7 separate regions of the Mus musculus genome follow, and all the other regions are linked to region 7. A link is a contact called in public Hi-C, promoter capture Hi-C and targeted proximity ligation data. All regions are on one chromosome and are shown on one strand. The core of a region is the stretch at or near the end of the contact, and the rest is flanking DNA. Distances in the headings are between cores, read along the strand shown.

The links. Promoter capture Hi-C pulls out the DNA fragments that hold promoters and counts their contacts. A called contact is a pair of places that touch in the nucleus more often than the background predicts.
Region 1: a contact with region 7 is called in a targeted proximity ligation map of embryonic stem cells, with 3 times the contacts expected there. A contact is called at or near these places in 4 of 39 promoter capture datasets (the 3T3-L1 cell line, 3T3-L1-derived adipocytes, cranial neural crest and 1 more), 3 of 484 Hi-C or Micro-C datasets (the HL-1 cell line, cardiomyocytes and embryonic stem cells) and 4 of 130 datasets of targeted methods (astrocytes, embryonic forebrain, embryonic stem cells and 1 more).
Region 2: a targeted proximity ligation map of embryonic stem cells shows a contact between it and region 7, with 4 times the contacts expected there. A contact is called at or near these places in 1 of 484 Hi-C or Micro-C datasets (embryonic stem cells) and 1 of 130 datasets of targeted methods (embryonic stem cells).
Region 3: a contact with region 7 is called in a Hi-C map of uterus, with 5 times the contacts expected there. A contact is called at or near these places in 2 of 39 promoter capture datasets (HPC-7-derived erythroid cells and hippocampal neurons), 3 of 484 Hi-C or Micro-C datasets (the HL-1 cell line, cardiomyocytes and uterus) and 2 of 130 datasets of targeted methods (astrocytes and embryonic forebrain).
Region 4: a targeted proximity ligation map of extraembryonic endoderm stem cells shows a contact between it and region 7, with 4 times the contacts expected there. A contact is called at or near these places in 3 of 39 promoter capture datasets (the HPC-7 cell line, HPC-7-derived erythroid cells and pre-B cells), 1 of 484 Hi-C or Micro-C datasets (embryonic stem cells), 1 of 130 datasets of targeted methods (extraembryonic endoderm stem cells) and 1 of 9 other capture datasets (liver).
Region 5: a targeted proximity ligation map of embryonic forebrain shows a contact between it and region 7, with 2.6 times the contacts expected there. A contact is called at or near these places in 1 of 39 promoter capture datasets (hippocampal neurons), 1 of 484 Hi-C or Micro-C datasets (cerebral cortex) and 2 of 130 datasets of targeted methods (astrocytes and embryonic forebrain).
Region 6: a contact with region 7 is called in a promoter capture Hi-C map of hippocampal neurons, with 2.8 times the contacts expected there. A contact is called at or near these places in 8 of 39 promoter capture datasets (the 3T3-L1 cell line, the HPC-7 cell line, HPC-7-derived erythroid cells and 4 more), 2 of 484 Hi-C or Micro-C datasets (CD4 T cells and regulatory T cells) and 1 of 130 datasets of targeted methods (astrocytes).

What each region holds. Positions count from the first base shown.
Region 1 is chr19:23,955,322-23,958,385 of GRCm38.p6, forward strand. No RefSeq gene overlaps it. Among named protein-coding and RNA genes, the nearest start is that of Gm34076, 39 kb to the left of the region's middle.
Region 2 is chr19:24,029,763-24,032,859 of GRCm38.p6, forward strand. It overlaps Fam189a2 (family with sequence similarity 189, member A2), which reads right to left and starts at 1,257. Exons shown (of 11, transcript NM_001114174.1): 1 at 786-1,257. The coding sequence starts at 1,175.
Region 3 is chr19:23,971,124-23,974,393 of GRCm38.p6, forward strand. It overlaps Fam189a2 (family with sequence similarity 189, member A2), which reads right to left. Exons shown (of 11, transcript NM_001114174.1): 11 at 1,627-2,508. The coding sequence ends at 2,302. Among named protein-coding and RNA genes, the nearest start is that of Gm34076, 55 kb to the left of the region's middle.
Region 4 is chr19:23,757,238-23,760,517 of GRCm38.p6, forward strand. Apba1 (amyloid beta (A4) precursor protein binding, family A, member 1) reads left to right here and starts at 1,639. Exons shown (of 13, transcript NM_177034.3): 1 at 1,639-1,854.
Region 5 is chr19:22,446,688-22,449,990 of GRCm38.p6, forward strand. Trpm3 (transient receptor potential cation channel, subfamily M, member 3) reads left to right here and starts at 1,521. Exons shown (of 26, transcript NM_001362491.1): 1 at 1,521-1,772. The coding sequence starts at 1,596. It overlaps Gm27151 (predicted gene 27151), which reads right to left and starts at 1,895. Exons shown (of 3, transcript NR_168265.1): 1 at 1,291-1,895; 2 at 1-4.
Region 6 is chr19:22,553,013-22,556,214 of GRCm38.p6, forward strand. All of the region lies in intron 1 of Trpm3 (transient receptor potential cation channel, subfamily M, member 3), which reads left to right. Among named protein-coding and RNA genes, the nearest start is that of Gm33649, 79 kb to the left of the region's middle.
Region 7 is chr19:23,139,328-23,142,573 of GRCm38.p6, forward strand. Klf9 (Kruppel-like factor 9) reads left to right here and starts at 1,899. Exons shown (of 2, transcript NM_010638.5): 1 at 1,899-2,932. The coding sequence starts at 2,428.

The DNA of each region.
Region 1 (3,064 bases), core at 235-2,734, 820 kb after region 7:
AAGGAAAGCTAAAAAGAACCCCAACATAGTTTGATCTGGGCTCTGTTAACATCTCAGCTCTCCACAAACACAAAGTTGTAATCAGTCAGTCAGCCTGGTAGAGTCTTTTTTTCTGAGAATTTCAGTTAATAATAATAATAATAATAATAATAATAATAATAATAATATATTAATGTCATTTTTTAAATTATGAGAACAAAGATGGACAATCACTTCAAAAGAAAATCACTTGACTCACAATTCTAGAAGATCCGAGCAGCCTCATACCACTGTCCTGTCCAGAGGCCCCTGTGGAAAAGCAGAAAGCGAGCCAGTGGCCTGCAGAAGCGGCCAAGCCCATGGGTGTCCTCGCTTTTTAACCACCTGCTCTAGAAGGAAGTAACTCAACAGCCAATCGCATTCCTCCAAGACTGTCCCCTCCTGGAGGTAGGTGTGCCCTGGCCAGATCACCTTCACTCCGCTGTGGCTCTTTAGTCTCCTCCTCCACCCAGCCATACCGGAGGCCCGCAATACCAGCCCAAAGCTTCCTTACTTCCACTTTGGGGGTCGACTAAATCTAAACCCTGGCAGAGCCTCTTCTCCCATCACATAGAGCAGAGTGCCCCATCGCAGCCTGCTAGGTCGAGTGGAGAGATAGATTTAACACGTACAAACGATGAGTCTCAGCTGGTTCTAGGCCAAGGCATCTGGGCCAGATCCCTATCAAAGTGCTATAGATAGTTTAATCTCTACAACACCTGCAGGAGGCAAAGGCCGCTTCTCCTTTATAGCCCAAGACCCTAAGGTTTAAGAAATCAGTTACTGCCCCAGTGGCCCTGCCTATGCTGGATCCTCCCCCTGCCCGTCACCAGTGTTAAAAACACTCTACCCAGTCACCTCTGAAGAAACAACACAGGCGCTCCTCCGTCTGAGAACTGAGATAAGGATGAGAGCTACAACAGGAATCTGCTTCCTGCTAGTCTTCTTTCCCCCCTCATCCCCCTCTCTCCCTCGTGTGAGATGACACAAGTTCGTTCTCTTGTAAAGGTCACAGACCACTCTTCCTGGCTCACCTGGCCTACCTATGCTATTGACCGGAGTTGCATGAGATACACACACACACACACACACACACACACACACACACACACAGAGGCCCTGGCAGGCTAATCCTACAAAGAGAATCTCCATGGCCCGGGCTGCACCCTCCTCACCAAGAGGCCCAGCCTCGCATTGGCCCTCTCTCTTCCTCGCTGCCAGCTGAGCTATCCTCCACAACACTCACCCTCATCGCTAGGGAAAGGGGCCACCTAAGCTGGGTAGCACCACGTTCTTTAGTGGGGTCTTAAAGACAAAGGAGATACTTCGGTTTCCTTACCCGACAGGGAGAGAAGCAGGAGCTACCTTCCTGATCTCTGTATTTGCTCAAAAGACAAGGCTCCACAACTGGAGGCTCACCAGAGGGAACCTGAATGAGCCTGTTCTGAGCCGCTAGCTTTAGTTGGGCAAGCCCCGCCCCGCATCAAGTCCCGCCCCTGGGAAGCTCCACCCCTTCACCCAGCACTGCCCCCAAGCCACCGCGAGGCTTGCAGAATCGCTAGGTTTACTCTTTTTTTTTTTTTTTTTCCATTTTTTATTAGGTATTTAACTCATTTACATTTCCAATGCTATACCAAAAGTCCCCCATATCCACCCACCCCCACTCCCCTGCCCACCCACTCCCCCTTTTTGGCCCTGGTATTCCCCTGTACTGGGGCATATAAAGTTTGCAAGTCCAATGGGCCTCTCTTTCCAGTGATGGCCGACTAGGCCATCTTTTGATATATATGCAGCTAGAGTCAAGAGCTCCGGGGTACTGGTTAGCTCATAATGTTGTTCCACCTATAGGGTTGCAGATCCCTTTAGCTCCTTGGCTACTTTCTCTAGCTCCTCCATTGGGAGCCCTATGATCCATCCATTAGCTGACTGTGAGCATCCACTTCTGTGTTTGCTGGGCCCCGGCATAGTCTCACAAGAGACAGCTACATCTGCGTCCTTTCAATAAAATCTTGCTAGTGTATGCAATGGTGTCAGCGTTTGGATGCTGATTATGGGGTGGATCCCTGGCTATGGCAGTCTCTACATGGTCCATCCTTTCATCTCAGCTCCAAACTCCGTCTCTGTAACTCCTTCCATGGGTGTTTTGTTCCCAAATCTAAGGAGGGGCATAGTGTCCAGGTTTACTCTTCTAAAAGTCCTACTTTATCTGCTCTTCGGTCACTTGACCTCATTGAGCGCGTTCATCTTGTGAGGCCTGTGTGTCTAGTACTAACAATGTTTGCAGCTGAAAGGGACGTCAAAAAACTGTTAGCGCAGGAGGACCTATTATTAGCATTCTGTCTAAACTCCACCCCACAGTTAACTGGCAATAGCCAGGTATGCGCCTCCCCACAGTTACCTGGCAACAGTCAAGTGGGCCTGACCCACTATCAAAGGGGCTGCTTGCCCCACTCCTCCCTCTCTTGGTCTCTTGCCCTCTTTGTCTCTTGCCTTCTTGCTCCCTCCTCTGTCCCCTCCCCCTCCCCCCTCTCTCCACGTGCTCATGGGGGCCCTCTACTCCTCTACTCTTGCTCTCTGCCTCTGCTGCCCTCTTAACTCTCCTTCCCACGCCCTGAATAAACTCTATTCTATACTATACTCTACTGTCCTGTGACTGGTCCCCCAGGGGGAAGGGATGCCTTGGCATGAGCCCGTTGAGACACCCTGCTTGCCCCATACCTCACCACCACCCCCCCATAGAACAAATCCCCCTTCTCTTTATCTTTTTTTTATAAACACATCACCTATAGGAAGCAAAGTGGTTGGTTAATTTTGTTAATGAACAAGACGTTAAGGCACGCAGAAAACATAACCTTCCTCCAATGTTGAATGCAAATGCACTCCTAGGGTTTCGGTCCCCTGATACGAAGTGATCCCTTCTTTAAAGACTCTGCAGACTGTGTGAGCCCTGAGGGTTAATTGTGTATTTTACATTGGTTACTAAACCTCTCACTTAAAAACAACTAAGGTGGCTGAGGGAGAAGACTTAGCCAATAAGGTGCTTGCC
Region 2 (3,097 bases), core at 7-2,506, 890 kb after region 7:
CTATGCCCCATTGGCCAAGGAGGCGGGGCCAGGCGCCAGGGTAGGACAGACATCCCCAGCTAGCTGCGCCAACTTCTGGAGTTCTGGGGTGTGCATCCGTAATGACAGGTTCTGTTTCTTGAGCATCCACTTCTGCAGAGCAGCTTTGGTGACTCCAGGAACCCACCCAGGGTCTGAGCCCTTCTTTAATGACCAGGTATAAGTCATCAGTCACAGGCAACCTCCTATTACCTCGGAGCTCCTCAGGGTTCAGTCATCCAACTCCAGATAATCTTTCATTTATCCTTGTCTTAATGAAGAATAAAAACAAGTCAACCAACCCTCCCCCCTTCACTCTGTCACTCTGTCCATTCCAGAAGTACCCCACCCTGTACGGGTACTGTTGATGTGTCAGTGAGGAAAACCTATCAAAACCCCTGTCCTCCCGGAGTTTGCTTTGCCAATGCAGTATTCAGTGGCCACAAAAAGTTTCAAATTCTTTTTCGCCCATCCTCATGTGAGTCTCTCAGGAGCTTGATACCGTGCTTAATGTTAACTTGACGGAAACAAAATCCTTAACGTGTAAGGGACAGACACTGGCCAGGTGCAATCCAATTCTCCCTTCAACTTGACTGTCTCCCGACACTAACCTCCCACACCCCACCCCCACTTATTGTCGCCTACACTTCAGGTGGCTTTAGGGTCCCCGCTCCCCCAATAGAGGTCAAACAAAAACAATGGAAGGGACCGTCCACAACACACTGCCGCGAGGGTGGGCCCCGCAGAGAGGTACTCTCGGTACTCACCGAGGAGCCAGCCCAGAATGGGCACGAGTTCTTCACCTGCGGCGAGCTGCTCAGCGACAGCGCCCCGAAGCTGAGCGCCACCATGCAGCAGCCCAGGATCAGCTGCAGGAGCCCGAGCGACAGCAGCGGGCGCGCGGGCAGCAGCGCGGAGCCTGGCGCGGCGGGGCGGCGGGACGCGAGCGCCGGCGGCGGGGCCAGCACGGCGGCGGGGGCGCAGCGGGGCCGGGCTGGAGGCTGCAGAGCACCCCGGGGCCAGCGCGGCCGCAGCGGGGGCAGCGGCGGCTCCTGAGCGGCGGCGGCGGTGGCGGCGCCAGGACCCCCGGCCTGAGGTCCGCCCGACAGCCCCGCCACCGGGCAGCAGGAGCCCGGGAGCACCACCGGCAGAGACATGGGCGCGCGGCGGGCGGGCGGCGCAGCCGAGCGGAGGGCGCCGCGCACCGGGCACCCGCGCCGGCGCCGCGCAGGACGGACTGCGCACGGCCCAACCACTTGCTGCCGCGGCCAGCGCCGGCCGCGCCCACGTGCCCCGCGGGGCCCGCCCCCCGCCGTCCCCTCTCGGTCACCCACGGTGACAAGTGCGCCGTTGCCTTGGGGTCACCGGGAAAAGTGTCCAGGGACGGCGGGAACCATGCAGCTAGCGGCTCAACCGTTGTCAGAGTCTGTCTGCAACCGCGGCGCCAAGGGACCCGTGGTGGACCCAGGTCCCTTGAGCTGGCAACCTTTAAATAGGAAAGGAGTCCCTTGTGGTTCTCCTCCTCCACCACGCCCGGAGGAGGGGCTGTGGGCGACCCGACGGGAAAAGGTCCTAGCCCGGAAAGAGGACACTCACTGGACGTTACCGCCCGGGAATGCAATCTGCATCTATGGCTTCTATGGAGAGTTCCCGGCTCTGTCGGTGCAGCTCTGCCGGGAGGGAACAGAGTGCTTTCCCAGCACCAGAGTGGGAACAATAGTGGCCAGGCCAGGTTACCTTGGGAGACACTAGTCAGCAATCACAATGGAAGAGCCCAGGGCGGCCCTGTGCAGTTGGCAGGGGTCACAAGCTCCATCCTTTTAGCTTTGACCGGGAGCTAATTGGCATCACATGATAGAACACAGGCTCCCAAACTTCGCAGGAAATGGTCTAATGAAATCTTAATCTGCCTTGGTAATTTATAATATATGTATCGAACTTTGAGGGGAAAAAAAGCAATTATTCGCCTTTGCACAAAAGTTTCCCCTAATAGAATGTCTAGACGGCTCATGTATCATAGGTAAGAGGGTGATCATGAACTTCTTTTCCAGGTAAGGACAAGAGCAGTGTCGGTTTGCAGCCAGTTGTAGCCCTTGAAAGCTTGGCTTATTGGAAAGGTGAAGGAATCTAATGCCCTCCTGTTGAGTAAAAAGAGAAAAGCAGGTTTGGCCGTGTGTTCTGCTTGCGAAGGCTGTATTGATGCTGAACATTATGTCCCACAATGTGATGTATTAGACATGTGCGGGTGTTTACATACACACTTTTAAAATCATTAAACCACCATGTTTAATAGTACCTGTGACTTCTTTTCTGACTGCTCCCAGGAATAAATGTCAAGGTTGGGGGCAGGGTGTAGTTTGGCTTTTGTTTTGTTTTTAAATGAACACTGAAAATCTGATGTCCCGTGTACTTAAGAACAAAACCTACAATAGATGCTCTTAAATTGCAGGTGAAGACGAGTTTCATCCCTTCAGTGCTGTGATTATAACTTTTATTTTAAACACAAGCTTAAAAGTATTTAATTCTTAAGGCTGGATGACACCCTGCAATACAGTGTGTCTACTTGAGTGTTCAGACATTCTCTCAGCTAAATAAATCTATTTATTCTATTGGCCAGAGCCTGACACCTGAACCATGCCATTAAAAATGCATTCCTTGTGTCTAAGAATGTTTGCATTAGAAGTCAGGATACCCGCTTTCCCTTGGGGATATTTATGAGTAGGATGAGGTTGGGGGAGGTGTGGGTGACAATCTACTTTTCAATGCCAGTGCTAATTACACAGCAAGGGTTACTCTGATAATCTATATGGTTACACTTAGGGTCTTTCTGCTTCTCCGTATTTTTATACTTAAGGATCTTCCTAAAAGACTTCAAATGCCCAAAGCTTTTAGGTGTTATCTCTATGTAGAAACACAAAGTAGCAAAGACAAGTAAAAATCCATAGGGGGTCTTAATCTACCAGATCTACACATTAGAAGGTCACAGGACCTCCCTGGAAACTCCTACTTAAGGGAACTTATTGTTCTGTTTCTCTCCCCCACCCCAACTCTTTTGTTGTTATCGACCTGTATACGGCTG
Region 3 (3,270 bases), core at 733-3,232, 830 kb after region 7:
CCCCTACCACCTGCTGCCCTTTGGGTGGTGCCCTCAGGTGTCATGTCTTTCCTTGCTGGCTTATGTCTGTCAACCACCCTGTCCTCAGGACACACGGGGGCATCTCTGTACCATGCCTCAAAGGTTCACACTTCTGATACCCAGCCATCTGCCCTGAGCCTTCAAGGCATGCTATACACTCAGTGGTCCAAGGCAACCAGCAAGGGAGTCGGGAAAGAGATTGGAAAGAGCTGCAGCTATGGGCAGAGGGTATGAAAAGTCTAGCCACACACAGAGATGTGGCCAGTACTTTCTCTTACAAACTATGGGGAGAAGCCCTTGGTAGGCTGAGAATTCCTAGCCCTCCCCCTGAAAAAGGCGGCTGAAGAGAATGCCAAGGGACGTGGCAAGACCGACCCGGTTCCTGGGCAGTCTACCCTGTGAGTGACCAGCGGTGAGAGCAGAGGTTTGTGATACACAGTGACTCACAGAGAAAGCAGGTTTGACCTTGGGCAGCAGCCCAGGCTGTGGTGCAAAGCTACATGGTGACAATGAGGACTTTTAGAGAGGCCAGAAGAGGTGTCTCTCATTCAGGATGGAGCGGAGGTGGTAACAACAGAAACCGCCCTTGGGGAAGGAGGCCCCTAATGCACCTCACTCAGGCACTCAGCCAGACCCAGCTTGCTCACGGCCCTTCGTTTCTCAACGTTTCCAAAGCCCACTTTCCAGGACAGCTCAGTGACCCCTGAGGCCACTCTAATATGAATGGTTGATAGAGTCAGGGGAGGCTATGGTCCCATGAACGATGCAGGATGCTCCGCAACCGGGAACACAAATACTACCACCTGAGAAGCTGGACACAGAGAGGTTCCCGAGTCTGGCCACTTGGGTGTGAATGTCAGCTCTACCCCTTGGTTTCTGTGTGATCTTGGACAAGTTGTGAAATATCATTATCCTATAAAATGGAGAAAATAGCAGCTCCCACTAAATAGGCTGTGATGAGCACCAGATGAGAATTTAATACCCTCATCATAGTACTAAGGCGGGGCCCAATAAAACCAGCGCTCACCGCCCCAGGCAGCCTTAGTCCATTTCCTTGCCTCCTCTCCCATTTAAATTAACCACTTTCCCACCAGCACAGTGATCATTTCGAAATAGGATTAAGTTTATCTTGTTTGTGTTAGAAATTTCCGTGGTATCTCACCGTTAACATAGGTTGCAGCTAGCCAGGCTTCCGTCCACCTCTCCTTCAAAAACGATTCTGTGATCACTAGTATGCCTGGCCTCTGTCTCTGTCTCGAATAGTCTCCCCTGGTCCTCAAAGTCAAGGTCAAGATCAAATGTCGTTTCCTCAGAGAAGCCCTCCCTGACCACCCCCTTACTTCTTAGCATCAGTACTATCAGTAATTGCTTTACTGACTTTCTCTTTATACCCCACTAGAATGCAGGTCCACAGAGCCATTCAGGCTAACCTGTTAAATTCAGCCCAGGATTTGCCTGATGCATTGTTATCTATGGGGCTCTGGAACTGTGGAAATGAACTTAGTTTGGTGGCCTAGAGGGGCACCCTGGCCACCACAGCCCAAAATTCACCCTCCATGAGTTAAGGCCTGGTCATTTGAGATCACACAAACACTACACATGGAGTCCAGACTTTCCAACGCCAGCGCTTTATTCTCTGTTCTGTCTTCTAGTTTGCAAGCATGAAGGAATGGACTCAACCATAGTGCTCACCCTTAACGTCCTTCATTTAAAAACAAAACAAAAGAAAAGAAAACAAAACACCGCTTAGCTGGTCTGCTGCTTTTCCTAAAGAGGAAGGGATTGAGGGTAACCTAAAGGAGGCTGGAAGACTGGAGTCACATGGTGTTAACCATCATGTCTCCTGCCAATTCCTCTCACTGAGCAGCCAGAGGCGGCAGGCTGCTATAAATAGCCCGGCAGCTCTCCCCTTACAGCAAGGGAATGAACTTGGCAACAACAAGAGCCATGAGGGGTGAGGCAGGCAAAGGCTAGGGAGCCTGCTTTCTGCTCACCCAGTGTGCACCCCTTGGGGATACTGTGAGACCCAGCAGACAAAGGAGCCCTCCCTGCCTTCTTCTCCAACCAGGAACACACAGACTGGAAGGGCCAGGAAGAACGTACTTCACCCGAGTTCACCTGAGTGCCCTCGTCAGCAAAAAAAGGGAGCCAAAGAACAGGAATAAGTGCCCACCCCAGGAACCCGGTTGAGGGGTTCCCAGTGGGGGGAGGGGGAGGGGTGCCCCTGGCTCCCAGACAGTAAACAGCACTGAGGAGGGACATCCTTCCATGTCACTCAGTTCACAGGACAGTCTCTCGAATGACACCAATAAGGCTGTGTGGCCGCTCAGCCTCCGCTCGCTGCTGGGGCCTCCTCTCGGCTCTCGGCCTTGCTGTCAGAGAGAAGGTGCTTAGATCTCCACAGCTGCGCAGGTGCAGCAGGCCGGGCTGTCTCCTCCAGCTCAACTCCTGGGCCTGGGATGTGCTGGGCTGTGACGGGGCCATTATCTTTGGGAAAAGAAGAGGAGAAGGGAAGATGTTAGCCTCACTAGCGCTGGCCTTTTGACCCGCCCTCTTGCAACCATTGGTGGATCTTATTGTATGCAGTACACTCGATTGGGTGTGAATGTGTAGTCTCGGAGTTGCATTCAGTATCTTCCTCTATCACTCTCCACCTTAGTTTTTAGAGAGAGTCTCTCACTGCAATTGATGCTAGCCACAATGGTTAGACTGGGAGCCACCAGGATCCACCAGAGTTGCAGGCTGGTGCCACGGTGCCTTGTTTTTATATAGGTACTGAGAATCTGCTCTTGGTCCTCATGCCTACACAGCAAACATTTTACCCACTGAGCCATCTCCCCAGCTCCAAGCTGGGGAGTTTTAACAAGAAGCAGGTAGAACCGACACAGAACCACTGTTCTGGATCAGATTTATAAAATGCTAATTAAAAGCAATGATGCTTCAGGTAGCTCTGCTAACCCCGTGGCTAATCAGCGTAAAGAAGCAGGACACTTTATGTGTGAACGCTCTACAGACCTGTCTTTAATGAGTCCTATAACCTTAAACACGGGACAGTAGCACTTCACTTCTCAAAACTACAGTGCTATAGAATAGTTCTCACCCAGATAGGCCTGACGAGGGAGGATCTGTGGAAAGCTGAACTGTCATGTCACTATGGTGTGTGACTTTGTCAGTGGGAAAGAATCAGGAGTCTCACTGCCACCAAGCCTCACAGGACAATCAAGTGGAAGCCACTGTTTCAGAACAGGT
Region 4 (3,280 bases), core at 389-2,888, 620 kb after region 7:
GCTGGATCAATCTCAACTCTCATCACTCTCCAGTGTGTGTGTGTGTGTGTGTGTGCCTGAAGAAGTCAACGTTATGGCTGCTGCCTGCCTGCTTAAGGCATCTGGGCTTCAGTCCTGCCTAGGGGGCTCTGATACCTTTCCTTCCTCTAACTGGTCTCCTGGAAAGGCTTTTTCCTCAGGCAGTCCAGGGAACATCAGATACCCCTGCACCTTGGCAGTTGGAAAGTTCACAGTTGTTCTCTGATGTGTAGTTTTCCCAGGGTGCTATGAATTCTGGAGGGACGAGGACCCTATCTGGCTTTCACCAGAGAGGGTAGTTTTACTGACAAGATGAATAGGGAATGACTGTCACAAGAAAAACAACAATGGCCCTTATTTCTAGTATATGTTTAAGTTTTATGAAAAGATACTGGGGGGACAGGAGAAGCTATACTTTTCTTTGTCAAAGCCAAGAAACTAATTACGAAGTAGAATGCAGAAATTCATGTGAATTTTAAGGCTAAACAAGAATTCTAGGATGCCTCGGGCTACACCCGTAGATATTTCTGGAGATACTGTGCTTAATATGGAAATACTGTATAATGATAGATTTATCTCTCCCTAGGTCAGATAAGGAAGGCTTGTCTTCATTTCACTAGATGAGAATATGCATACTAAGACGGACTTGAAAATTATAAGGTTTCGGGGGAATATGACCCTTAATTTTTAAATTGAGAACTCTGTCCCAAAGAGGGGGGAGGATGTAGCTATGGAATCGCCTATTACAGATGGAGCTGGCGCCTGAACCCAGGCGCCTGAACCCAGCCCCGCCCTCGCCCCTCCACTCCCACCCCGCCGCCGCCCAGGGGCCAGTCCACCTTTTCATTAAGTCACAACACCTGCTACCTGGTCCCTAGTGCTCAGGGTCCCCACCCTCCAGAGAACCTAATCATATACCAGGCGAATTGCCTCTGCACGTCTGGAAGACTCTTTTAAGCTCCTAGCAACGGGCATCGAGAAACCAAGTGGACCATTTCCCGACCCCGCCTTCCAGACGCTTTCTGGGTGGGGCGGGTTGGGCAGCGCCCCCAGTGGGCGGCCAGACAGACGCCCAGCTTGTTCCTCTCAAGCTCACGCGGGCGCCCCCTCGCGGCCACTCGAGGAGCGCAGCGCCGCATTGCAAGCTCCAAGCTTTTTCTTGGCTTTCAGGCCCGGGAAGCGGGAAAACTGCGTGTCACTAAGCAAGAGGACACGGGCAGCCGTCCACGCGGCAGTGTGTCCTAAGCGTGACCAGAGCCCATTCGCAGAGACGGGGCCGGGGATGAGCGTTAGGGACCTGGGACAGAGGACCGTGGAGGTCCCCCTGTGTCCCCGCGGGAGGCAGCCACGTAGTCCATTCCAGGCTCTCGGCCACGAGAGGGAGGGACTCGCGCACAGCTACGGCGACGGCTGTGGACCCCTCGCACGCTCACGCGCGCCCGAGCTGGACTGTCGCGTCGGGCCCGCGCCGCGCGCGCGCACGCGGGTGGGCGTGGGAGGCAGGGGCGCTGCTGCACGCGGCGTGCGCGCGCTCCCCCCGCCGTCAGTCGCAGCCGCCCGGCCCCGGCGCGCGTCACGAGGGCGAGCGGGCGGCGAGCAGGGGGTGGGGCCGCGGCCGGAGGGGCCCGAGCGGCTGCCGAGCTAGAGCCGGAGGAGCGGGGCGCGGGCGGCTGCGGTCCCGGTGGCGGCGGGGGAAGATGGTGGCGCTGGAGGCGGGAGCAGCTGGAGAGCAGCTTTATTCCCAGGCTTGGCACGGTCGCTGTCACTAGCGCCGCCTGCTCCCGCGGGCCCGCGGACCCAGCTGTCAGGCAAGGTACCACCGCCAGGGCGGGCTGGGTGAGTGCCGGGCGCCCGACGCCCCGGACGGAGCTCGGGTCCTTTTGGAGGGATGATCCCGGGAGCTAGGGGTGAAGCGTGGAACAATAGTGCGGATGAACAGGGACGGCAGGCGACATCCAGGGAGGCAGTGCTTGGAGCTAGCGAGGCGGGGGAAGGGTGTGTACTAGAGAGATGCCAGGCGTCCGGTGCGCGCTGAGATACCCGGCTTTGGGAAGAGCGGGCCTGATGACAGTCACGGAAGGAGTGTGTGTGTGTGTGTGTGTGTGTGTGTGTGTGTGATAGCAGAGGGGATGGAGGTGGCAGATCCGAAGTGTAGGGGGAGATGACATTTCCAGGAATCCCCGCTAGGATCCCTCCTCTCTGGCTGACTGATGATGGAAACCGTGAGGTGGGCAGGATGCACTTGGTGTGTGAAGTGTGGAGGGGAGGCAGTAGGGTAAGGCCGGGTTTGTAAAATCCCGTGTAAGAGTGAGTGTTTAGCGTGCAATTGGATCCACGCTCTCAAAACTGCGCCCCACATCCAGCGATCTGCTTTTCCTGACTTGATGCCGCCAGCTAACACTGTGGGACAGTATTGGTTATTTTGACCCTGCAAGTCTAAGAACAGTTTCTGTTCTGCTACTGTTCTTGGGTGGCTGGGTGTACGGATTCTCGCTTCCCCTTTCCCTAACGTCCTAACACGGGGATGTGGAAGTGAGCGGTTGCTTTGAGGCACATGGCAGCAAACCAGGATAATGGTTACACCTTTTGAGACAGCTGGTGTCCCTGGCTCTGAAGGGCGCTTTCTTTGGCACTTCACAGCCTCTCATTGACTGCCTGACTCTGCAATTTCTATTGTTTATCTCTTGTCTAACCCCAAGAAGAGGGTGTTTAATGGTCATCTTCCTCTCCCGTTCCCACAACTTTTATCACCAGACTCCCTTCCATATATAAGTACTGAAAACCTTCTAGCTGAAGATTGGATAGTCTTTGCAATGATTCTTTTAGAATAAACTCTTGAGGTGTGTAAAGAAGGTGGGGGCTTTAAAAATACAAGAACAAGATTGAAAGGGAAGTAAAAAAAAAAAAAACAAGGAAAAAAAAAAGAGTGCCCCAACATGCATTCTCTTGGGTGTTTTTCCGTGGGAAATGGGATGCTAGTGACAGCCACTCTCCCGGCTTTCACAATGGTTAGAAGGTCCATTTAGGAACTGAAATTTCCCGAGACCCATGGATATAAGATCTCCAGTCAGTGAAGTCCCCGATTTCCTTCCCAGGACAGCTCACTCGTAGGAAATTTGGCAAATGTTTGGCTCTCCAATGATGTCTAGGAACCAAGACAGAGAAAAAGCACGCAGAGTCTATAGATGCTTAAATTTCTCTGCGTAATAAAGATAGGGTTGCGTAGAGAGGGAAAGCACTAGAGATGGCATATCCGTATGCG
Region 5 (3,303 bases), core at 271-2,770, 690 kb before region 7:
CCCACTGTGGACATAGGATGGTGACAGGAAATGAATCATATGTGAACCCTGTTACATTGACACTACTTTAATAGAGACTAATCCGATGCAGGATTTTTTTTTTTTTTTTTTAATGTTCAAGTCAGTGGTTCTGCAGTACTCAGCATCTCTGACTCTGGAGCACTTTAGGAAATGGCGCAGTGATGCAGGTGTCAGGTATTGTTACATTCTTTGTTCTTGATCCTAAAAGGCAGGCTTATAGCACATCTGCTCTAACCCCTCTGGATTTTATCCCAGAATACACAGTAGTCTCAGGAGTGGAAAGGGGAGGGGTCTGTTACCCATTTCTTCTAGTTAATTAAAAATGAAAAATCTCTACAGTCACTGGAAAGGAAATAAGGTGGAAATTTTAAGTACCCCAGAAACACTTGAAGGGCAAGGGTGTGGGGAGTCTCCTGGGCAGAGTCTTTTGTCAGTGATACTACTAAACTTTAATGTCTGGGGAGAGTGGGTAGTTCAAATAAGAGGTGTGAAAGGGCCACCCCCAGCCCTAACCCAGCCCTCCTGAGCTTCCCTGCTTTAAGTGAAACTGGCCAAATTCTGCCTTTAAATGGAAAAGTTCCCTCATGTTCCCTTTCACCATGGGAGCTTTAAAAACTGTTGGCTCCAATGGAGCCACACTTTTGTAAAGCCTCCTTCAAAAATTATTGAGAAGAGGGGGACACTCAAGGAAACCATTTTTTGTGGACAGTACCCTGTAGGGCACTTTAAGGGTTAAAGTTTGTTGCAGAGAAGGTCTATCTTGTGGGAATATCCCCCAATATAGAAACAACTATTGTTGAAAGGGTAAGCCACAAACGTCTTCTTTTGCACAGCTTTCTGTGACAGGAGTAACTCCTTGTTCCCTGTGTGTGTATGTGCGAGTTTGACTAAGCCTCTGACCATCTATCATCTACATGGGGCTTGCTTGTATCAATCAGGGTGCAGACTGTCAATCATAGTTAATAAAAGACTTCAGAACACAGCAGGGATCTCCTTTTACTATAGATCCATTCTACGATAGCTCTCAATTTATTATGTCACACAAATCAAAAAGGAAGCATTTATCTTATCATTCAGAGGCATCCCTTCTCCCTCCCGGTGTCCTAGCCCCTCCCCCTGCGCCAGTTTCCAGCCCCTCAAAGATGCTTTGTGCAAAAAAGTATAAGTTCTCCTTCTGGGTTCATTTTTGTTCCTTTTTGCTCTCCTCCTGGCTCCCCCCCAAAACAAGAGAGCAAAGCAAATGGCCCGGGTTCCCCCCCAACGCCTGACCTGTGTTTGCAGAAGGAGAGCAGGAGAGGGAGCGCGCATTCTGGAGCAGGCTCCTCTGACTCCGACCACAGGCTGTTTTGTGCAGGCTGTCCCTCTCCTTCGAAATCAAGCATCCCCCTCCCCGAAGCAGCAGGCAGCGTGCCTCCATTCGGCCACATTTGGTATGCATGAGCACGGCTGCAGGAAGAGGGGAGGTGGCTTTCTTAAGAAGGTTCAGGGGCTCAGGAAACGCCACTTGACTAGACTCCCAAGTTCCAGGAAGCCTCTGCCCTAATGGAATTTGCAGGTGTGGAGATGACCATGGGATGCCAGGGCCGTGGGGGACCGTTTATTTTCTAGGCACTGCCCAGATTTGCAGTTTCTTGTCTTCCCGGTGGAATTTGGAAGGGGTCATGAATCAGACTGATGCTTCTCGACCCCTAAATTGGACCATCCGGAAGCTATGCCACGCAGCCTTTCTCCCATCTGTCAGACTTCTCAAGGTACTGTAACTTGCTGCTTTGAATGGCTCTTACTCTGCTTTTCAGGTTGAAACGCCCAACTTCGCACTTGGGCTGGGACGCCAGTTCTGGGGCGTGAGAATGCATGCAGTTCTGGCTTGTATTACCCATGGCTAGAGAGAGTTCCCAACACCCCTACCCCACCCCCACCCCCACGCAGCCTGGAGGATAGCCTGAGCCACACTAGGGAATTAGATACGGTCTCAGGGATGGGGCTACCTGTGCGCATCCCCACCTTTCTTAACCATTAGTCCGCCAAACAATGGATTCTCTTATTTGGAAGGATGAGAATAATAGTGGGCATGAAATCGCTTCCTCTTCTGCATTTGGCTCCAGAGCTCATTTTCTTTCCCTGGGGAAGCCCTTCGACCCACTTTCCCTTAAATGGAACCTGAGAGAACAAAGGATTCTCCTCCTTATTTTAAAAGCTCCCTGGCTAGGTGGTCAGTCAGGTAGAGACAAAGGAAGAATGGACCTTATCCCATAGTGACTTTTTAAAGGCACGGTCATTTCTATCTCTTGGTCACTGGACTGGAGTCAGTGTGGAAAAGTATTGTTTCGCATCCGTGGAAGGAAGCCGTATCTAGCTCTGAGTTACACAAAAGATTCCTACTACACCTGAGCTGCAGTTGCTAGTTGTGTCCACAGTGCTCCTGTTTCTGGAAGCAAATGTATTAAAGATGCTGAAAAAGTCCTCACAACTCCTTGGGAATCTACCTTCATCCTCTGCCTGACAGGGAAGGACACAAAGTGTGAAGGCGTGGAGGAGAAATATTGCTTAGAAAAGAAAAACGTGCTAACCTTTGGGGGTGGGGGTGGGAGAGCATAACGGAATGTTCCACATTAAAGTTTGCCAGGCAAGACAAGTCCTTAATTCTCCTTTTCCTATTATATATGATCTTCTGATTTAATTACTAGTGACCATAGAGGGAACTGGCTGCAACAGAGGAATGATGGATTAGCCCTGAATAAATCACTCCTTTTTTTTTGGGGGGGGGGGGGGAGGTGGTATTCTGGTTAGGTTTGATGTGGACAGATCAGATAATTCTAAATAGCTAAGTGGTGTCTCGTTACCAAATATGACCCATTGTCTGAGTTTCCCTGACCCTGTTAAACACAAACTGGTATTAACTTTCACAAAGTGTGCCCCCAAGTGCCCTTCAAACCTCATCTTATGGTTGTCATGGCAATGACTTGCTTCCTAAGGGATATTTGGAAAGGAGAACATTTGAGGGCATAGGGAGTGGTTGAAATTTCTACACTTATGGGTGTTTTTGCTGTATTGGAGCAACATGTGTAATGAAGCGTGAAAAAGAATGAGGCCAGAGGATTAACAAATGAATGTGAATTTCCCTCCAGATTTAGTAGTCAATCAAGACTAGGGAAAAGAATGTTTTGGCAAATTCACTATGACTAAAAAAGTGAAGTTTTGTGAGCCCATGTGTAATAAGAACTACCTTTTCAGTTAATGCTGTTCACTGGCTTGACCCCAAAGTGATGCTTTTTAACTCAT
Region 6 (3,202 bases), core at 354-2,853, 590 kb before region 7:
GTTTGGTTTGGTTTGGTCTGGTCTGGTCTGGTCTGGTCTGGTCTGGTCTGGTTTGATCTGGCTTGGTTTGGTTTGGTTTTGGAGACAGAATCTCACAATGTAGCCTAGGCTGAATTCAAATCTGTGAACCTCCTGCTTCAGCCTCCCCAGTGCTTAGATAACAATCACCACTCCCACAATCTTTGCTAATACTTGTTTTGGTAACCTGGGTAGGAAGGACATTCATGTGAGAGTCCCGGGTTATGTCTCTTTCTTTACTTCTATTCTCTATTAGCTACCCAGCATTCCTACACTCAATCAGAAGGCACATGATTGCCGAATTGGTTATATACACAGCCCAGACGTTGTGCACAGCCCTACCTTCTGAGTAGGTCCTAGGGTTCCCAGTCCACATCACTTAGCCTAGCCCGGACTCTTGTCCTCAAGACTAGAGAACTCTGACAATGGCTTTGGATTCTAGAAGTACTTGTAAACAGAATCCACTCGGGCACCCTCCCACGTAACACCGTTTAAGCCTCTTCTACACCAACCCGACACCTGATACAATCAATGCAAAGCCGTTAGCTAGAATTGAGGAAATCTGACCCTTGATATTTGAAAATGACCCTGTTTGTATTCTGAATCCCTTGAAGTCTTTTCAATAAAGAAGGGTATTTGACTGTTCTCGAGCTGCCACTGCTTATAGAAGCAACTGCATCGTATTATCCGTTCCGTCTACAGACCTGCCAAGAACGATGGGTTGGAGGACAGAGCCACTTATTTGATTCTGAGAATATGTTTATTCTGTGAACACTAATGGAAAAAAAAATAGCAAAACTACCACATGTCACCTCTCAGACTGAGGTGACCCTGCTGACTAGAAAGCAGATGCGCATTGCGTTGCTGGCTTCTTGTAACAGCTACAAGCATCGAAACATCTTAATGAATTCAAAGTCTGGAGCTGTTCCCTGTCTGTCTGTCGGTGATTCTTATTTAAATAGCAAACCCTGTTTAATTGGCTCCAAAGGTAATCAGGCTAGACACATTTGGGGTGCTAACCGACAAAGGAGAGGCAAATAAATTACAAAGAAAAAATCTGAATTTCTCTAGATCCCAATAAAAGTAAGAAAAAATTTCATTCTGCTGTGTGTACATGCTTTAAAACGTATCTTTCACTCGAAACCATATGCTGGGGGAATTACTTTTATATCTGGGGATGAACCTGAACCCAACATTGGTATTTTCTTTCCAAATCTTAGTAGTCCTTCAAAATGGCTAACGAAAAAACAACAACAAACAAACAAACAAACAAACAAAAAGAATGACTAAACTGAGGTGGAATTCAACATTTCAGCCTGAATATTCAGCCCAGCCAAATCTTCAGGCTCTGAATTAATAAACTCATTCCGTCTGACTTGATTTTAGGGTCACATTGAGCCAAAACCAACTTCCGGGGCTTGGGAGCCTTGCTTTGAACAGAAGGCTGTTTGCTTGTTCCCAGTGGGAATACATTATGCTGAGTGATGGCTTCCTGTTTGTCCTGGAGGGGCCTCCCTGGCCTGAAAGAAGTCACAATTTGGGTCAGCTCTCTCTGCAGGGGCCATTCCTGACAGCTTTCTTGGGATAAATGAGATCTGAAACATCGGGCTTTCAGTATATGAAAAGGTCTTGGCACAAAGCCCCCGTCTCTCTACAGAGGGCTCTGACTTTGAAAATGCCCTGCATGCTGCAGTTTTTCCCCAGCCCACAGGGACTCCTGCTGGGGCATCTTGCTAGGAGGTCCACGTGCTCCCGTGCTCCCCACGTGGATAGATTAGATGTCTGTGGGAGGACTGCCCAGAAACTGTTGCACCTTCTGAAATGACAATGCAAGGTGCCGAAGGGTAAAAATAGCCCTGGATCAACACATGAGTCAATGGCTGTATTTAACCAATCTTCTGTTAGGGAACAAAAAAGCCTTAAAATGCCACCATGCTGAAAATAACGGGCAATTAAAGCACACCGAACCGAACCCATGATATGACTTGTGGCAGCCAAGTGTTCTCCAGAAGCCTCCTTCTTGGAGAGCTAATTGCACGGGGTTTCCAGTCTTTAGCTTCCCCCTCAGGTTTCCTACTGAGCCCTTTACTCTTTTATATTTGAGAAGCATAGATTCACCCAGGCACCCAGGGCAATACTATTACTGCCTGTCATTTCTGATCATTTTCAAAAAAAAAAAAAAAAAAAAAAGTGCCCTGTACTGCTAAAGTCTTAGAATGCTACAATCTGAAATGAGCTATTGATTGCCTGGAGGATTTAGAAAGGGAAAGTTGGTGTCCAGAGACAATATTCAACAGCTTGGAACAATTAATTCAAGGGACAGCACACCTGCATAGTACTTCAGGTGTGATGGATAGCCAATTACCAGGTCTCCGCTTTCCTAATTCTTGATCTCTAGAGAGGTTCTGCTGGGGTGGGCATGTTCTCTTTCTCATCTTGCCTGAGTGTCTTCCCTGTGTAACCCATCCCGGAAAGGAAGCTATCATTAAAAGAAAATGGAAAGACCATCTCGAAGGGAGTTTGAATGGGACCAGAAGCCTAAGGGAGATGGTGGCTGCCTCAAAAGGGTGTGATGCAAACCACAGCAAGAATGGAAACGGTGGTCGTACTGAGCAAACTTGCCCGGGTTGACTAGGAAGAAAAGGAAAAGTATTGCTTTCAAAGGTAAAGTGGTCAGGTCTAGAAACTTGAAACTATAATAGTACAATGTGTGTTCCCAAGTGCTAGAATCTTAGGTTCAATGGTATGTAACGTATCCATATAGGAAAGTGAACAGTCAGAAGCTGCAGAAGGAACAAACTCAAACTGGGAGACAGCAGGAAGGAAGGAAAGGGCAGAGCAGAGAATTTTTAGGTCATTGAAGTGGTTTTGGTTTTTTGGTTTTTTGAGGGTTTTTTTGTTTGTTTGTTTTTGTCTTTTGGTTTGTTTTTGTTTTTGTTTTTTGTTTGTTTGTTTGTTTGTTTTTCAAGATAGGGTTTCTCTGTGTAGCCCTGGCTGTTCTGGAACTCACTCTGTAGACCAAGCTGGCCTCGAACTCAGAAATCCGCCTGCCTCTGCCTCCCGAGTGCTGGGATTAAAGGTGTGTGCCACCACCGCCTGGCATGCTAAGCTGCAATGGCTGATATTACCTGTCTTTACCTGTGTAAAACACAAATACCAACAGCAATCACTAGGAAAAACTACA
Region 7 (3,246 bases), core at 649-3,148:
GTCCTGCATGAAGCATGTCCTCTGTACTCTCATGATGTGATGTGATGGCAGTGATATTTCTCCATGGGTTAGCACTTCCTGTTATATTTGTTCTTTTCCCAGGAAATGACCTTGTGTGGTGTCTTTCCTGCATAACTTTAAAAGTCAAAATAATTTACCCTACCCTTCAAACTGGAAGGGTTCTTCTGAGACCCCCCCAGAGAACCCGGTGGAGGTATCCAAAACATTAAGGGTTAACCACGAGTGGGAAAGTTGGGGTTAGATATTGTGAAGTTAGTGTCTCATAGAGAAAAAGTGCCTTTCATACTCAGGATAAATGGAGGGATTTTTTTTGGGGGGGGGTTCGAGACAGGGTTTCTCTGTGTAGCCCTGGCTGTCCTGGAACTCACTCTGTAGACCAGGCTGGCCTCGAACTCAGAAATCCGCCTGCCTCTGCCTCCCGAGTGCTGGGATCAAAGGCGTGCACCACCACCGCCAGGCAATGGAGGGATTGTAAACCCGCAGTGTTGACTGTATGCCCTGCTGTAGATCCTTAGCTATCATGATGGAAAACAACCCAGCACTCATCTCAGGAAGAAGCACACTGAGTTCATCAGACTCCCAACCCCACACTAATTGTTGACCAAGTAAAGCCACAAGATTCAGTTGTTAAGGCTCTCTGGATGATTCCAGTTCTCAGGACTATTTAACACAGTTAATATTTCACAGGGGTGGCTCCTCTAAAGCAGAGTCAGGAATCGGGAACCCTGTGCTTTTTTTTTTTTTTTTTTTTTTTTTTTTTGAGTTCTGCGGTCGTCTACCTGATAAGGTAGACCAGTCTTGTTCTCTACAATTGTGAAGCAAGAGGAAGGAAAGGCTTGCCCAGCAGGAACAGGGAGGAGTCCCTACAAAGAAAAGGATTTTTTCAAGTTATGCAAATGCAATGTCTTATTGGTCTCAGTTTATGGGTTAAGATAGCTTCAAGACAGAGCGAATTTAGAGTCAAAGGCGCCCAAGGAAGTAGGAGGTTTAGCAAAATGCCAAGATGGCGGTGCTTTTGTGTAAGAACCATTTAATACGGAACCGGATCTTTTGTTAGCTGTGAAAAATTTTAGATGAATTTCTCTTGGTTAATGTGTGGGGTGAAAGAACTTTTAAACATCTAAGTGCTGCATTCCAAACAAGAACGAATTGATGCTGTCTCATCCGAGTCTGTCCTTGGACAACGTGGCCTGCCATATCGAGGGTTTAAAATTTGACTCACACTTAGTTTATTAAGCACCCCGTCCTTCCATCTATATTTTAGAGTTAGCACCAGCAACACAAATATGAAAAGATCTGTCCGATTCACTTCTGCTCCGCAGGTTTACAAGTGTCGGGCGCTTCCTTTTGGAACGCCCTTCTGATTGGCTGAGCCAATGCCAGTGACATCAACCAACTTACTTTTGATTGGAAGCCTGGTTGCTGGGACTGTAGCGTTTGCAGGAAGTCACTTAACTGTTTGAGGGCTGGGAACCCGAAGTTGAAGTTCTGTTTCGTCCCTAGGGATGGGCGTAACTGCCTAGGGGAGAAGCGTTCCCAAGCCACGCCAGCTGGCACGTGGGCCGGGAGGCGTAGGCGCGCGCGCGGTCTGGGCGGCATCTGCGGGGATGCGCAGCCGCTGGTTGCCGGGCTCCGAGCAGTTTCCCTTTTAAATGTCAGCGTTCGGGGCTGGAGGGGCAGCACGCGGCGGCGGAACGGAACGGTCGGATTGGCCGCGCGCCGTAGTTCTAGACGCACCTCTCCACCGAAGGGCCCTTCTGACTGGCAGGGGGAGAAAGTAAACAGAGTTGAATCACCCTCCCCACTGGCCAATTGGAGGGGGCCTGGATTGTGACGTGATGGGATTCTGCGAAATTGTTACTGAGCTGGAGAATGCCGGAGAGGCGCGGCGCGGCAGGACCAGGGGCTCAGCGGCCGTCGGCGGACGCGGGAAGAAGTGTCTCGTAGGCGCGGAGCCCCACTCAGCCCCGGCCCCCCTCGTCCGCGTACTCGGCTGATGCCCCGGGGCGTCAGCTCGGCGGAGAGGCGGTCGAGGACGTGCGCCTGGCTCGCAGTTGGCTTTCTCTGGGACTCCGACACGTTTGCAGTCGAATAAACTTGCGACCGCCACGTGTGGCATCTCTCCGAGGAGGGCGCGCCCATCGTGGGATCGCGCGGGGCGCCGGGCAGGGCGGCGGCGACAGCGGCGGAGCCGGCCGCGGCTGCTGCGTGCGGAGGCGCTGCCGGTTACGTAAAGATGAGGGGCTGAGGTCGCCTCGGCGCTCCCGCGAGTCGCAAGCTCCCGCGCCCCCGCCCCCTCGGCCGCGCCGCACCGCGCTCGTCGTCCGAGGCCAGGGCAGGGCTAGCCGAAGCTCCGCAGCCACCTTCAAGTTTGGCCGCACCGCCCGGGCTGCCGTCGCCCGCACCATGTCCGCGGCCGCCTACATGGACTTCGTGGCTGCCCAGTGTCTGGTTTCCATCTCCAACCGCGCCGCCGTGCCGGAGCACGGGGGCGCTCCGGAAGCCGAGCGGCTGCGACTACCTGAGCGCGAGGTGACCAAGGAACACGGTGACCCGGGGGACACCTGGAAGGATTATTGCACGCTGGTCACTATCGCCAAGAGCTTGTTGGACCTCAACAAATACCGACCCATCCAGACCCCCTCGGTGTGCAGCGACAGTCTGGAGAGTCCCGATGAGGATATAGGATCCGACAGCGACGTGACCACCGAATCTGGGTCGAGTCCTTCCCACAGCCCGGAGGAGAGACAGGATTCTGGCAGCGCGCCCAGCCCACTCTCCCTCCTCCACTCTGGAGTGGCTTCGAAGGGGAAACACGCCTCCGAAAAGAGGCACAAGTGCCCCTACAGTGGCTGTGGGAAAGTCTATGGAAAATCCTCCCATCTTAAAGCCCATTACAGAGTGCATACAGGTTAGCGGCGTCGCCTCTCCCCCGCTTCGGGCTTTAGCTAACCTTTGGCCGGCCAGCATTCCTGGGCGCCCAGGACACCGCACTCGGCCTAGAGGCTGCAAACATTTTGGAGAAGATGCTGCTTAACTCCTGCACTCTCTCCTTACTTGGCTCCAACCTTTAGGAGCCACCCGAACCCACCCCCACCCCCCCAACCGCCGCTCTGAGCAAGTGGCTTGCGTGGCTCGGCCTGGAGCCGGCCCGCCCCTCCCTTACCCGCCCCGCCCCCGGGACTCCGTACCCCGCCGCTGCGGGGTCGCCCCACCTGGGGAGAC